Regions from separate parts of the Mus musculus genome. Here region 1 is linked to region 2. Evidence: chromatin contacts called from public Hi-C data. All regions are on one chromosome and are shown on one strand. The core of a region is the stretch at or near the end of the contact, and the rest is flanking DNA. Distances in the headings are between cores, read along the strand shown. Region 1 overlaps Prpf3 (pre-mRNA processing factor 3). Region 2 holds the start of Bnipl (BCL2/adenovirus E1B 19kD interacting protein like).

What was found. A called contact is a pair of places that touch in the nucleus more often than the background predicts.
Region 1: a Hi-C map of bone marrow-derived macrophages shows a contact between it and region 2, with 14 read pairs. The contact joins the enhancer-like site here to the promoter of Bnipl in region 2. A contact is called at or near these places in 4 of 39 promoter capture datasets (the C10 cell line, hippocampal neurons, liver and 1 more), 1 of 484 Hi-C or Micro-C datasets (bone marrow-derived macrophages) and 4 of 9 other capture datasets (adipose tissue, liver, macrophages and 1 more).

Annotation. Positions count from the first base shown.
Region 1 is chr3:95,837,810-95,841,012 of GRCm38.p6, reverse strand. Prpf3 (pre-mRNA processing factor 3) reads left to right here. Exons shown (of 16, transcript NM_001316751.2): 9 at 264-343. Among named protein-coding and RNA genes, the nearest start is that of Prpf3, 16 kb to the left of the region's middle. Within about 2 kb of position 1,277, at least 5 of the 459 cell types and tissues checked have an H3K27ac peak or open chromatin away from gene starts, as enhancers often do. A contact at or near this core is called in bone marrow-derived macrophages, where this site is marked.
Region 2 is chr3:95,249,862-95,252,926 of GRCm38.p6, reverse strand. Bnipl (BCL2/adenovirus E1B 19kD interacting protein like) reads left to right here and starts at 1,734. Exons shown (of 10, transcript NM_134253.2): 1 at 1,734-1,962; 2 at 2,665-2,760; 3 at 3,057-3,065. The coding sequence starts at 1,919.

The sequences.
Region 1 (3,203 bases), core at 28-2,527, 590 kb before region 2:
TCTGGAAGAACAGCCAGTGCTCTTAACTACCATGTCATCTCACCAGCCCCAACATGTGCAAGTTTCATGAGACTTCTTGTTTGGAAAGTTATGTGTAACCTAAGTAAATGATATAGGTAGTACATAATATAGTAGAACAGATAGAAAATGGATATTTTTTCATTATGTTTCTAAACTATTCTGTTTGGTTGTTTGTTGTCTAGGCTATTTTTTATATCATCTCTACCCACATATCTTGTTTTCTCTTCTTCCTCCAATTTTAGTACAGAGGAAAATCCCAAGAGAGAAGATTATTTTGGAATCACAAATCTTGTTGAACATCCAGCCCAGCTTAATCCTCCAGGTAATGTACAGATTATCCAACTAAGGTTCTAGATCACGCAGCATTAGCCACAGAATGCATGAGCTTTCTGTCTGTGCTTTCCAACCTATAGCCACAGGTGATTTTTTTGTTTGTTTGTTTTTGTTTTTTTGTTTTTTCGAGACAGGGTTTCTCTGTGTAGCCCTGGCTGTCCTGGAACTCACTTTGTAGACCAGGCTGGCCTCGAACTCAGAAATCCGCCTGCCTCTGCCTCCCGAGTGCTGGGACTAAAGGCGTGCGCCACCACACCCGGCGTGATTTTTTTTAAATGATTTATTTTTTATTTGCATTGGTGTTTTGCCTGCATGTATTATCTATGTGTTGGATTCCCTAGAACTGCAGTTGTAAACAGTTATGAGCTGCCATATGGGTGCTGGGAATTGAACCTTGGTCCTCTGGAAGAGCAGCCAATGTTCTCTGGCCACCTTTGCAGTCCCCTTGTATTTTAAATTTTAGTTAAGTAAAATGGCAGAGCTGGCTAGTGGCTACTGAGAGACATTGATATTAATTTGTGGGTATTACAAGCTGAACTTTTTATTTATTTTGGTATATTATTTGTTTATTTTGAGAATGGGTCTCACTATGTAGACCATGATTGTCAGGAATTTTTAGAGATCCTCCTGCCTCTGCCTCCTGAGTACTGGGATTAGAGATGTGCCCACCTTGTCCCCCTCCTCCCATCTGTTTTGGTTGTTTTCATGTCCTGGCTTCCTTTAGCATTCTTAGCATTAAAGCAACAAAATCTAGCTAACTCTTTGGGTGCCCAACATAGGCACTACTATATTATTTAGGTTACTTGTTATGGAATATAAGCCTATTTGTTCCTGTGTCTGGGTAGGGTAAGGGTTGTGGAGTGAGGAGTCTGTTAGAAATGCAAAGGTCTCTAGCCTGAGACACTGATAAATGGGAGATGTGCGCATTCTTTCACTTCCCCAAATCACTTGGGATTTCTTAGTAAAATTCTAGCAATGGTCACCCCATGTGTATGTATGTGAGTCACATGTTGCTGGCCCCATTTGTGATCTTTGACTTTATTCAGTCTTCTTTCCCCCTTTTTTATTTTATTGATTTTTTTTTTATAGTTAAGTCTGTTAGTTTGGTTAAAAGAGATAGGTGGTTTAGCTGATTGGGTCTGTGACCCCAGCATTGTGGGGAATTGTGATTCGATGTAAGCATGGGATACAAATGAAGACTCTTATCTATCTCAAAAGGAGAACATTTTTGCTTACTTGATTACCATATGTACTTTAAGATAAAGACAGCAAAGGTTGTAGTTGTGGGTCTGGTTTCCGTAGGTGAGTGCCTTCAGTTAGTCACTTAGAACTTGAAGAATTTTTCCATAGAACAGCTGAATGCCTTCTTTACAGGGTACATGCTTACTGGCAGGGCATAATGATGATGCTCTTATAATCCTAGTATCAGGAAGTTGATGTAGATAAATCACTTCTAAGTTTGAAGCCAACTTGGGGTGCATAAAACCTGTTTTAAACAAACAAACAGAAGAGAGATAAATAGATCTTAAAGGATTTTAATACTTTCCCTCAGGATGAACTGAGATAGTACCATAGTGACATTCACTTGGCCATAGTTCCAGTAAGTACAGAAGAATATATCGAGACCTTGAAATAACGGTCGGACATCCTTTGTCTTAAATGCTTGGGACAAAAGTTTTTCAGATGCTGCTTTTTCAGTCTTTTAGACATTTTCATAGCATTTGAGCATTTCTCATGTGGGAATTTGAAAATGTAATCATCAAAAAGTTTTAATTTCAAGAGATAGGGGTGGCTCATTGGGTAAAGCACTTGCTACACAGATGTGAGAGACAGACAATCCCTAGAACAAGCATCCTGCCTCAGTGTACAAAGTGGACAACAGTCAAGGAAGACTCCAATTAGCCTCTGGTCTACATACACACAGGTACATACATGTGGATATGCATGCGTGTCTGCACACCACACATACAAAACAAGTCAAGTTTAAAAGGCTTCCAGGGTTTCTGAAACTGGGAATATAACTCAGTTGGTAGAATGCTTGTCTAGCATGCATTAACTCCTAGGTTGGATCTCAGCCCTACATAATCCAAGTATGGTGCCATACACTTTTAATGTCAGCTCTCGAAAAGAGATGGGGGGATTGGGGATGGCTAAGTGGCTCAATTGGTAAGAGCACTGACTCCTCTCCTGAAGGCCTGAGTTCAAATCCCAGCATGGTGACTCACAACCACTCGTAATGAGATCTGATGCCCTCTTCTGGTGTGTCTGAAGTCAGCTACAGTGTACTTATGTATAATAATAAATAAATCTTGAGAGGGGGAGAGGGAGGTGTGTGGGGGGGTTGAAGGGAGACTGGGATATTAGAAGTGCAAGGTCATCCTCATCTACTGAATTCAAATACTGAATTCCAGCCAGCCTGAGATACATGAGGTCCTATTCAAAGAATCATTTTGGATTTTGTAGTATTGGCGATCTTAGGTTTTTAGATTAGGGACATTCAGCCTCTAATACAAATTAAAAATAGGAACTAGACTTAATCAGATTTTATGTAGCTGCCATAAGTATTTGTCAGAGGAATATGAGGATTTTTTTTTTTAAACAAACATGCTTTAAAAGTATAGGGATTTCTTTTTTTTAAGTTTTATTTTACTATCAAGCCCATTGGTGGAATTAGAGTGAGGTTCCAGCAAAGGTTTATTACTAAGAATCTGTATGTGTCTGGGGTGTGTGTGTGTGTGTGTGTGTGTGTGTGTGTGTGTGTGTGTGTCTACAGATGCCCTTGGTGATCAGAAGCTGGAGCTACAGGGGCTTGCTTGTCAGCCACCCAAGGTGGGTACTATAAAGTTGGA
Region 2 (3,065 bases), core at 485-2,984:
TGTGTGGTTCTGGGGATGGTACCCAGGGCCTTGTACATGGTGTTCTACCACTGAGTGTTTTTCATCTCTAGCACATTTTTTACTTTATTTTGAGACACAGTTTTTCTGCATAGTCCTGGCTGTCCTGGAACTTGATGTATAGACCAGGCTGACCTTGAACTCAGAGATCTACCTGCCTCTGCCTTCTGAGTGCTGGGATTAAAGGCATTGACCCACCCCCGACCTCCAGCTGTTTTTTGTTTGGGTTTTTTTTTTGTTTGTTTGTTTGTTTTGTTTTGTTTTGTTTTTTTTGAGACAGCATTTCTCTGTATAGCCCTGGTTGTCCTAGAACTCACTCTGTAGACCAGGCTGGCCTCAAATTCAGAAATCCACCTGCCTCTGCTTCCCAAGTGCTGGGATTAAAGGCGTGCGCCACCATGCCCAGCACCCCCAGATATATTTAACTTTCTATTTAAAGACAGGGTCTCACTAAGTTGCCCAGGCTGGCTTTGAACTTGCATTCCTACCTCAGCCTCCTGAGAAGCTGAGATTACAGGCCCTCACCAGGACCTACTTTTAAAAGGTAGGAGCTAGGTCCATGAGATAGTATGGGCAGAGGCAGGCAGGGCTAAGATGACCATCTGAAGTTGATTCTTTGCACCTACATGGTAAAAGGACAGTACCAATTCTCACAAGGTGCCACATACCCACACACTCAAAAATAAAACATAATTTATAAAAATGTTAAGAGCTGGGGAGATGGCTCAGTGGTTAAGAGCACTGGCTGCTCTTCCAGAGGTCCCACTGTTATTTCCCAACACCCACAGGGCTCACAGCTCCTAGTAACTCCAGCCCAGGAAATCTGAAACTTTCTATCCTCCAAGGGCACCAGTCACACACCTGGTGCACAGACAGATATGTAGGCAATACACCTATGCACATTAAATTTTTTTTTAATTGTTTTAAGCTCCAAGTTCTAGAGAGGTGGTGGGTCAGCAGCTAAAACTGTGTTCTCCTCAGTCTTGAAAACGAGTTCAGATCCCAGCACTCGTGTAACAGGATGCCACTTTACAGAAGCCTATACTCCGCCTCCAAGCAGAGCTGACAGGAAGATGGCTGGTGGGCTTCCAGTCTAAGCAGTGCAAGATCCAGGATCCAGCAAAGTGATAGAGGGAAGAACACCCTCCCTGACGTCCTTGCACATGCGTGGGTGCACATACGTACTCATACACACACAATAAATAGTAGTCTAAAAATAAGTAAAACCTAGCTCCCTGTAGGACCTGAGGCAGAAAGGTCATGTGACCATCCATTCCACATCAGACTGTTCTAAAGCTTAAGGCACTTAGAAAAATAGAAGGTTGAGGAGCTGGCTAGGTGCATAAGACACTCATCCAAACAAGAGGACCCAACTTTGAATTTCCAGGACACACAAAGGCTGGGCAAGCCCAGCACTCTCTGGTCAGGGGAATCCCTAGAATTAGTCTGGGGAGCTAAAGCTAGTAGAATCAGTGAGCTCTGGGTTCAATTGAGAGACCCTGCCTCAGCAGATGGAGGAAGATATCCAATGCCAGCTTCAGGCTTCTACAGGAATGCACACATACACACACACACACACACACACACACCTCCCCTCACTCCTTAGCGGGCAAAACAAAGGGCTCCCAGGTTATAAAGAATCTGGAATGGAGACCAGAGCTCTCACTCACTCTTCACCTGAAAGCCCGCCCCCACACAAGAGGCTGGGCTTTGGGGCAAACCTGCTCCTTGGGAGGGGAGGTGGCAAAACCTGTTTGAAGATGAGGTTACCTCCCTTCCACACCTCCTGCCTCCTTAGAGCAAAAGCAGCAGCTGACACAGGAAAGTAAAGAGTTTGGGGGCTGGGGCCACAGCCTCCTATCCTCCTCAAGTCCCACAGGACACAGGACGACCTGGGAAGATGGGGACCAGGCAAGAAACAGGAAGAGAGACGTTAGAAGGAGGGTAAGTGAGACCTTGGCCTGACTGGAGCCAGAGAGGGCGTTCCCTGCCAGCCAGGCCTTCCTGGCTTCCTCAAAGAAGAACATGGGGAGAAGTTAGCAGAGAAGGGACCGAGTGGTTTTGGGACAGGAAACGAATACAGTATGGAACCAACTCCACAGTTTAAAGAAAAGTTTCTATCTTATGTGTAATAGATCCATTCTCCCTCCCCCTCCCCCTCTCTCCTATAACTCCCATCCTCTACAATAGCCATTAGGAAACCTGGCCCAGAACCAAATGTACACCCTGGTTCTGCTTCCCAGTGAGTATCTCCTTTTTTCCCTCCATCCTTGTACCTGTCCCATAGTTTCCAAGCACAGCAGGGGAAAGGCTGGGCTGACGAGGTGCCATCTGCTACTGCTTTTCCCAGGGTTAACTGGGCAGGTCTGTCTGGGTTCCAGCCAGTCGGGATATGGGACGCCTTTCACTCCTACACTGTAGGTGAAGCCACTACCATCAAGTGGATTAGCTTGCTAGGCCATCCCCTCTGCTAAGCTGAGCAGCAGATGAGCTGCTCTGTCAAGTGGGAAGGGAAAACGCCTGTACACATAGACGGGGCCTCCTTGCCATGTTCTTCACACCAGTGGCTTCCACCTGATGTCTGGCTCCCTTAGGATACTGTCTAGGTTGATTCATGGTCTTTTCTTCTGGGCCACTGACTCTCAGGGCTAAGGAGAAGGCAGGAGCCTCAGAACCAGGAGCAACCATGAAACTTGGAGAGCTGGAGCTAAGAGAGGAGTGGCAAGATGAAGAGTTTCCTAGGTGAGGCTGAGAGCTGCTCGCCCCCAGGTTTGAGTCTCGGAGACCACGTGGTGCCTCTCTGTCATCCTTTGCTCCAGTCCCAGGGGATCTGACACCTTCTTCTGAGCTCCAAGAGCACCAGGCACATGTGTGGTGCACAGATCAACATGTAGACAAAATGCACCCACAGACCTAAAACCAAACAAATTTATGGGAAATTAGGGCAAGAAAAGAAAGAAGCATGGTGGAGAGGGAAGGATGACAAGGCAGCTGGCTGGGGTCTGTGTTTAAAGCCCTGTTCATTCCCTCCCCTCTAGATTGCTTCC